2 separate regions of the Sus scrofa genome follow, and region 2 is linked to region 1. The links are chromatin contacts, called in public Hi-C maps. All regions are on one chromosome and are shown on one strand. The core of a region is the stretch at or near the end of the contact, and the rest is flanking DNA. Distances in the headings are between cores, read along the strand shown.

What was found. A called contact is a pair of places that touch in the nucleus more often than the background predicts.
Region 2: a contact with region 1 is called in a Hi-C map of retroperitoneal adipose tissue, with 2.9 times the contacts expected there. The contact joins two enhancer-like sites. A contact is called at or near these places in 2 of 5 promoter capture datasets (fetal skeletal muscle and liver), 25 of 47 Hi-C or Micro-C datasets (adipose tissue, alveolar macrophages, brain and 14 more) and 2 of 2 datasets of contacts at active chromatin or transcription factors (alveolar macrophages and skeletal muscle).

What each region holds. Positions count from the first base shown.
Region 1 is chr1:180,988,673-180,992,897 of Sscrofa11.1, forward strand. No RefSeq gene overlaps it. Among named protein-coding and RNA genes, the nearest start is that of TMX1, 57 kb to the left of the region's middle. Within about 2 kb of position 2,164, at least 22 of the 83 cell types and tissues checked have an H3K27ac peak or open chromatin away from gene starts, as enhancers often do. A contact at or near this core is called in retroperitoneal adipose tissue, where this site is marked.
Region 2 is chr1:181,428,858-181,432,626 of Sscrofa11.1, forward strand. The region is part of intron 1 of LOC106509105 (a long non-coding RNA gene); the gene reads right to left. Among named protein-coding and RNA genes, the nearest start is that of GNG2, 55 kb to the right of the region's middle. Within about 2 kb of position 1,349, at least 4 of the 83 cell types and tissues checked have an H3K27ac peak or open chromatin away from gene starts, as enhancers often do. A contact at or near this core is called in retroperitoneal adipose tissue, where this site is marked.

The sequences.
Region 1 (4,225 bases), core at 914-3,413:
CTGACAAGGTTCACATGAGACCATCATTCCTTTCTCTTGCCCCTTAGGCTTCAGCGTGGTGGTGACTGCCTCCTGCTGTTTCCAGTTTCTGGTTGTTTTTCTATTCCCTTAACCATGTGCAGACCATTTGTGAAACACGATTATTATGCTAAAACTGCTCAGCCTCTACCCACTCCACACCCCGCCTTTTTGTGCTGGGCTGGGAGTTTCCAAGATACAACCTTCTTTGCTGCAGTTCCCTGCTAGTTCTGCACATGCGAGATGCGACAGGGCCTGGGGGTGCGGGGGTGGTGTGTGTGTGTGTGTGTGTGTGAGAGAGAGAGAGAGAGAGAGAGGGAGAGGGAGAGGGAGAGAGGGAGAGGGAGAGAGAGAGAGAGAGAGCCTTCCCCAAGCTGCTCTTCCTGTTCAATTCCTCACAAAAGCCTACCTGCCAGGCAGCAGGATCCAGGCTATTGACCCCACTCTCAAGGAAGGGCTGTTTAAGAGCCCCAAGCTCTTTCCTTGGTTCCCTGGTCCCAGGAGAGCTCTCTCCTTTTTTAGTTACTCTTCTGTGTTACCTCACTGAGCCCTTTCACATATTCAGATCTCCAGCCCTTTTTTCTTTTTATTGTGGTAAAAAGAACCCCAAACAACAACAAACACATAACATAAACTGTATTAAACATTTGTACTTGTCGAGTTCAGTGGTGTTAGGTACACTCTCATTGTTGTGAAACAGAACTCTAGAACTTCCTGACCTTGCAAAACTGAAACTCTGTACCCATAAAATAACCACTCCGCAACCACCTTTCCACTTTCTGTCCCTATGAATTTGACCATCTTAGATACTTCATGTAAAGACCTCTGATTCTTTTAAGCAAATTCTTGTTATTAAAATAATTGGCATAGTTTCTATTTTCCTAATCGGACTATGACATATTTCTGTAAATAGTTCCTTCTTTAAATAATTTTCACTTCAATTCCTTAAATGTGCCCTTGATTCCTGCTGCGATCCCTACTGATACATTATCTTAGAGGGATATTGCTAAAATAACAGTAAAGGTGAAAGCCCCTTTTAAACCAAAAAGTGCTGTGTCTTGTTACTATTAGTACTAGTAGTACCAGTAATATTCCGAATGAAACTTCCTCTGTGGTTTCCCTTGAGGCACCAGCATCCAGAGTAGAAGGATGATAAGCATTAGAAAATGATTATAGTGTCAGGGTTTTGACTGACACTTTGTGGCTCTAACCCTGAAGGTCAGGATGAAAAGCCAGGACAGGAAATCTGTCCCCTTTCTTAAGAGAGGGTGTGGAGAACATAATAGAAATCTCATATTTATATTCACAAGTAAATGTGGGGAAGAAGCCGGAGTGTCTGTGTCCTTAAGTGATACGGAGGCTCTGGCTCCTGTCAAGACAAGGCTCTGATCCCAGACGTCAGTCCCCAGCGATTCAGTGACACTTCAACATCCGGACTTAAAATGAACAATCTGGTTGCTTTTCCAGAGCAGTAAATGACTGGAAAATCCCCAAACACAAGCCAACTCAGCAAAGGCCAGAAACCTCTTGCAGCCATAGCCCTGGCCAGAGATTTCCCTACAGGGTGGGGTTCCCCAGCCTCTTCAAGAGGAGCCCTCCTTTCTGCTCGGGTCGTATGGTAAAAAGAGGCTTCAGCAGGTCTCCCAGGGGCTGGAAAGGAGTGGGGGTGCCTGGGGGTAGGAGGTGTTGTGGGCAAGTCCACTGAGGAGAGTCTCAGCTTCCCTGTGGCTCTGGCTGTCTCCACATTCTGGAGAATACAGGCAATCCCTGCCAGGAAAGAAGGCCTCAAAACACCAAGTCTGAGGGAGATGAATAAGGCATTTCTGGAGCAGCTGTTAATCAAGAAAACCTGGGCAAAAACGGCAGGCTCTTGCTTTCTTCTGAAACTGTTTGCCTGGCTTGGTGTCTTTGTATTTGGATAGGGGTAACCGTGAGAAAAAGTTCATCTATGTGGGTTTTGTGGCTAGATGTTAGTCATACACACGAGTGACTTCTCCAATGCCCAGGAGCTCTGTAAACCCCAAGAAATTATTTGTAAAACCATGTGTGTGCATGGAAAGTTTTCCGGAGCCTGTAAATGTCATCTGATTCACAAAAGGGTCAGTGTCCCCTCCCTGCCTCTCTCCCCATCTCCAAATTGAGAACAGCTCTCAATTATGAGTCACTGGAGGGCAGGACCATGACTTTCATCCTTGAAGCTCCAACAGCATCCTGCCCGATGTGATTTTTGCATAGTCTTTTAATGAGTATTTACTAAATTGAACAGGTAAAAGTAAAAAGTAGACTTCTAACTTCTAAGGAATCCACAATAAATCCTTTTCACCCTGAACATGAGAGACATTTTCCAGGATCTCATTAACAGCTTCTTCTATTTCTGGAGTCTGGAGTTTCCTCTTACAGGAATCCTGACATCAGAGGACACAAGAACTAATGTGGAAGCCTGAGGGCAGGTTCCCCCACCAGCACTCCATGCTTTTGTGTTTTGTACCCTACTTTCATCATTTGGAAAATCATAGTCTCTTCCTGTGTCTATTACTTAATGACATTTTTATGGAGAAGCATAATAAAAATAAGAGGAAGGAATTTTTTTATAAACTAGAAGTCATGGTACCAGCACTGATGGATGACATAGGAGTCAGGTACTCTCACTTCCAGGTTATTAGAGGGGGGGAAAAAGAGACAAATTGAGGTAGGAACAAGAGATGTAGTGAGATACTGTTATTACGATCATTACAAATTGACCAGGCATAGTGTAGGTGATGAGGGAAGAAAGGTAGCTTTGAGTCCCTCACTTCAAGACAGAACAATGGAAATGAATCAGAAGAGTGCAATGAGTCAGAACAGTGAAAAGACTATATTAATTTTTTTAACCACTACCTTCATCTTAGCTGGGATTATTTTCCTCTTAGTTATGACTCCTAGTCTACTAGGGACGTTAAAATGGGGGGACTGTGGTAGGAAATGGGCACCATATTTCATTGATTCTGGAATGCACATTTTCTACGTTCCAGCATCTCTGGGGTTTACTTGGGAGTGTCAGCTATGCTCAGCAGAGATGCCATTGTAAATAGTGCTTCAAACCTGGACATAGTTGTTCATATTGCCATCACTTCGGTTGAATTAAATGCACTGAATTTAGTGCAGCTGTTGGGGTGAGTTCCTATTTGAAAGACCCTCAGAAAGATTACACTATTACTTGGCACTGAAATGAAAAATTTATTGTGTGCAAAATGGTGTGGAAACAGAGCAACAGGGCTTTGATATTGGTGGAGCAGATATACATGGTTGGGGGAATGAACACAAATTCATATGTTTTGCAAAGCAACAACAGAGTGCTTTCTAGAAGCTAAGAGAGGAAGAGCCATCCCTAAAGTAGAAGCAAGTTCTACTAAGCTCCACGATAGGGTTGCCATCACAAGCCCAGCTGAGTGACAGGAGAAAATGCCAATTCTTCCTGAATGAAAGAGACGTCAAAGCAAGGAGAGGCTTGCATGACCGTGGAGCCTGTGGTTAGGGAATTGTATCCTAGTTGAATGGACTGTGTTTTTCCTTAGTACTTAAAGAAAGGTGTGTTTTAGAATCATTTGAAAATAGTACAAATGCAGGCTTATTGCATTTCAGGGAACCACTCTCATTTTACAGAGAAGGAAGAGAGAAGGAGTTCCCTGGTGGTCTAGTGGTTAGGACTCAGTGCTTTCACTGCTGCAGCCCAGGGTCAATCCCTGGTCTGGGAACTGAGATCCCACATTAAGCTGCTACACCTGGCCAAAAAAAAAAAGAGGAAAAGAAAGACGGACTCAGTGCCTCTTGCTGGTGGGCTTACTCTTATGAGATTTGGCACACAGTTGGCAGGCAGTTGCCCTGGTCCTGTGGGAGCAGGACCGTCTTTATGCAGATGATACCCAAATGACTAACAAACAGGAGGCAGAACAAATTTCAAGTATCCCCCCCACCCTTCTCTTAGACACATGAACTTGAGATGGACAAAGGACTTTTTTTTTTTTTTTTGTAAGTATGGTTTTTTGTTTAAAGAAATGTTTGCAGTTCTGGGGGTACTTCTTATAAAATAGTAAAGATTAAACCTAAATTCTTCAACAGTGTTTCATACCCCACCACAAACATAAAACATTCTAAAGTCAATTTTGCTAGTAAATATTTAATTGTCTTGAAGATTATACTTTTAAATTTATTAAGCTTGATTATTTAT
Region 2 (3,769 bases), core at 99-2,598, 440 kb after region 1:
GACCTCCATTGTTGACTCATCCTGTCAATGCCCCTCCCCAAACATCTCTAGGTTGCATTTTAGCTACATTTCTGCATCTCATCTGAGGGAAGAGAGCAGGACAAGGAGTTTTGTTTTTTGTTTTGTTTTTTTAAGGCTGGAGATGTGGCCAGAATTCGCAAACTAAAAACAGGTCACAGGTGTACCCACAGTCTCCCTAATGCCGCTGCCTTTTCCTCATCAGCCCAGGTCCACTCTGCCTCTCACCCGGCTGGCGCACCTGAACCCACAGAGGAGTGAGTGAGCCCGTGAGCCGGCCTCACCGTGGCAGCAGTCCTCCCTCTGCCCACCTGGTAAAGGGAGGCTCATTTAGCACCAGGACATGGAACCTGTCAACTTGCTGAAGCTCAGCCTCTCCCAGGATGCAGGTGGTCATGAAAACAGGTAATTTAAAGAAGTCTCTCCAGTAATATACCACCCTCTCCCTCTCCTTTTTAATTCTTAGGCATTTGTAACAACAGAAAGAGATTATCAGACTTGAATGATGAATAAGAGTGTGTGTTTGCATTTCCAGAACTGAAATACAGAGCTCAAATCAGTGACTGCAAAAAAAAAAAAAAAAAAAAAAAGCTGAGTTATTGTAAAGAAGGTAGCAAATTCAGAGAGGGGAAAGTTCAACCCAGAGTCAGTGGAAGGGAAGCTCTGCCTGAGAGGCAGGACCTGAGTTGGTTCAGGGTTGACTCTTCAGGTGTTTGCACACTTGTCTGAGAGCTCTCTGTAAGGAAGGCTTTGAGCTGAATGCTAGGAAGTCAAAATAAATAAAAATAAGGCCTCTGACTCCTCCCTTCAAGTTCTTAGTCTTTCGGGAGGCTGTGGAAAGTCATAGGAGCCAACAACTATCACACTATTTGGACTCTGATTTTTTTTTTTTTTTTTTTTTTTTTTTTTTGGCATTTTAGAGCCCCACCCACAGCATATGGAAGTTCCCAGGCTAGGGGTCAAATGGGAGCTGCAGTCACTGACCTACACCACAGCCACAGCAATGCCAGATCCTTAACCACTGAGCAAGGCCAGGGATCAAACCCACATCCTCATGGATACTAGTTGGGTTCATTCCTGCTGAGCCACAACAGGAACTCCTGGACTCTGAATTTATGTGGCATGTTTAGCTCTTTGATTTGCTGTGTGATTATCATCATCTCTCTTGTTTGCCAAACCCATAGAAGTTTACTTCATTCTCACCATAATCCTAACATTATTTACTACTTTCCCCTTTGTATAAATGAGGAAACTGACCCCTTAGGGAGAACAGATATTGTATCCAAGATCAAATAGCTGGGAAGTGGGGGAGCCGACCCAGCATGAGCCTGACTCCAGAGCTCACTGTCACCCACTAGGCGACAACATCCTCCAGGGCCTCCCCCTCTAATCTTGTTCTGTGCTCTCACATCCTTTCCTCCTGTCTCTGAGGATAAGGCCCATGGCTGTCAAAGCTCAATCGTCACTTCACCCCTCCCTTCCCGTTGTTAGGACCTGTCCATTCTCCTCCTCTTCCTGCACCCTCAGTTCATCCCTTCTGCGCGTTCCTTCCCCTCAGCCCGTGAATGTGCTGAAGGCTCTCCTTCACCAAACAAACCCACAGACAAAACATATCCAAAGCTTCCTATATCACATACCTATTAGAACAGCTAAAATAAAACATAGTGACAATACCAAATGCTGGTGAAAATTGAATCTCTCCTAAATTGCTGTTGGGAATGCCAAATCGTGCAGTCTTGGGGAAAGTAGTTTGGTACTTTCTCATAAAACGAATTAAATATACACGTACCAGATCATACAGCAATTGCATTCCTAAGCATGGATGCCAGAGAAATGGAAACTTAGGCCACAAAAACGTCTACATGATCTTCGTCACAGCTTTATTTCTAACAGCTCCAAACTAGAAACAACCCACATGTCTTTGAGGGGGTGAATGGCCAAACTAATGGTGGTATATCTGTATAATGGAATACTACTCAGTAGTAAAAAGAAACAAGCTCTTGATACTTGCAACCATGTTGATGTTGTGAAGAGAGCTGAGTGAAAAAAAAAAAAAAACCCTATCTTGAAATGTTATATAGTACATATGGTATATAGGACCATTTATGTAATACTTTCCAAATCGCAAAATTACAGAGATGGTGAACAAATGCGTGGTCACCAGCGGTTGGGGCCATATGCAGGAGCTCTTTGTGGTGAGGGAACAGTTGTGTGTGTGATTGTGGTGGTGGTTACACAAATTTATGCAGACGATAAAGTTGTATAGAACTATTCATACACATATACATATGCGTGCATGTAAAAACTGCTAAAACTTGAATAATATCTGTAGGTTGTATGGATGACGATTTCCTGGTTTGAAAATACATACTCTAGCAATATATGATGCTACTCTTGGGGGAAGCTGGATGGTGAATACATGAGACCTCTCTGTACTGCTTTTGCAACTTACTTTAAATCTGTAAAATTAAGTGTTTTTTGAAAAGTACATGTACTTAGCAAACAAGGTCCCAAAGCATCCTTGACCCTACATCCAGTTGAGCCCTGCTGGATCCCCAGCTACAGGCCACCATCCCATCTCTCTTTTCCTCATCTCACCCAGTGCCATCCTGAAGGTAATCTGCCCTCACCATCTCCACAGCCTCAACTTCCACTCACTCCAGTCCACTGCCATCTGACTTCTGCAACCTCCCCTTTGCTAAGGAGAGTTTTCAGTTTTTAGCTTGCAGGCTTTTCTGCTGCCTTTGAAACCACTGAATCCTTCCTCCTCGGACTCTAATCATCCGGTGGCTATGGCAATGCACTCCCCTGCTTTTACTTAAACCTCTCTGACCACTCCCCCATCTCCTTTGTGGACTTCTTTTCAATAGCTTCTCGTCTTCTACTTAGCCCTAACACTGATGTTAAGGGATTGACACTGACCCACTGCTTTTCTTTTTCTCATTCTATTCCAGAACAACCTCCTCTGTTCTCCTGGGGGTTTTTTTGTTTGTTTTGTTTTCTTTCCTTCTTCTTCTTTTTTTTTTTTTTTTTTTTTTTTTGCTTTTTAGGACTGTACCTGCGGCACATGGAAGTTCCCAGGCTAGGGGTTGAACAGGAGCTACAGGATCTGAGCCATGTCTGTGACCTATGCCACAGCTCATGGCAATGCCAGATCCTTAACCCACTGAGCAAGGCCAGGGATTGAACCTGCATCCTCCTGGATCCTAGTCGGGTTCGTTAACCACTGACGCATGTTGGGAAATTCTTCTCCTTGTTTTAACTGCACGATCTTGTTGCTGTCTCCCAAATCAGTATCACTAGGCCCTCAAGCTTTGGCTGTATCTCTCCCCTGCCTACGGTCATCTCTCCCACATGTCCTCTGAGCATCTCAGACTTGACATGCATGAAACCAATTTCATCACCTGTCTTCTAAATCAGCTTTTCCTCCTGTATACAGGAAACATAGGGGTCACCCTTGATCCCACACATTCAGTGGCTTAATGGGGTCCTCTTGAATGGGCCTACAGGCTCATCTCTAAACTTTTACCACTGTCTTGGTTAGGCCACCATCATCTCTTGCTTGAATTACTGCAACAGCATCCCAACTACATACAGGGAAATCCTTCCTAAATCTGTCCTCCACCTTAGGTGTAGAAAAATCTCTTTAAAAGAAGAAACTTCATCAAATTCTGTAATGGTCCAGCCCATTACTCAGAGGCAGAACCCCAGCCTTTTACTTTGCACACAGGCTCCTATATCTAGCAACTGA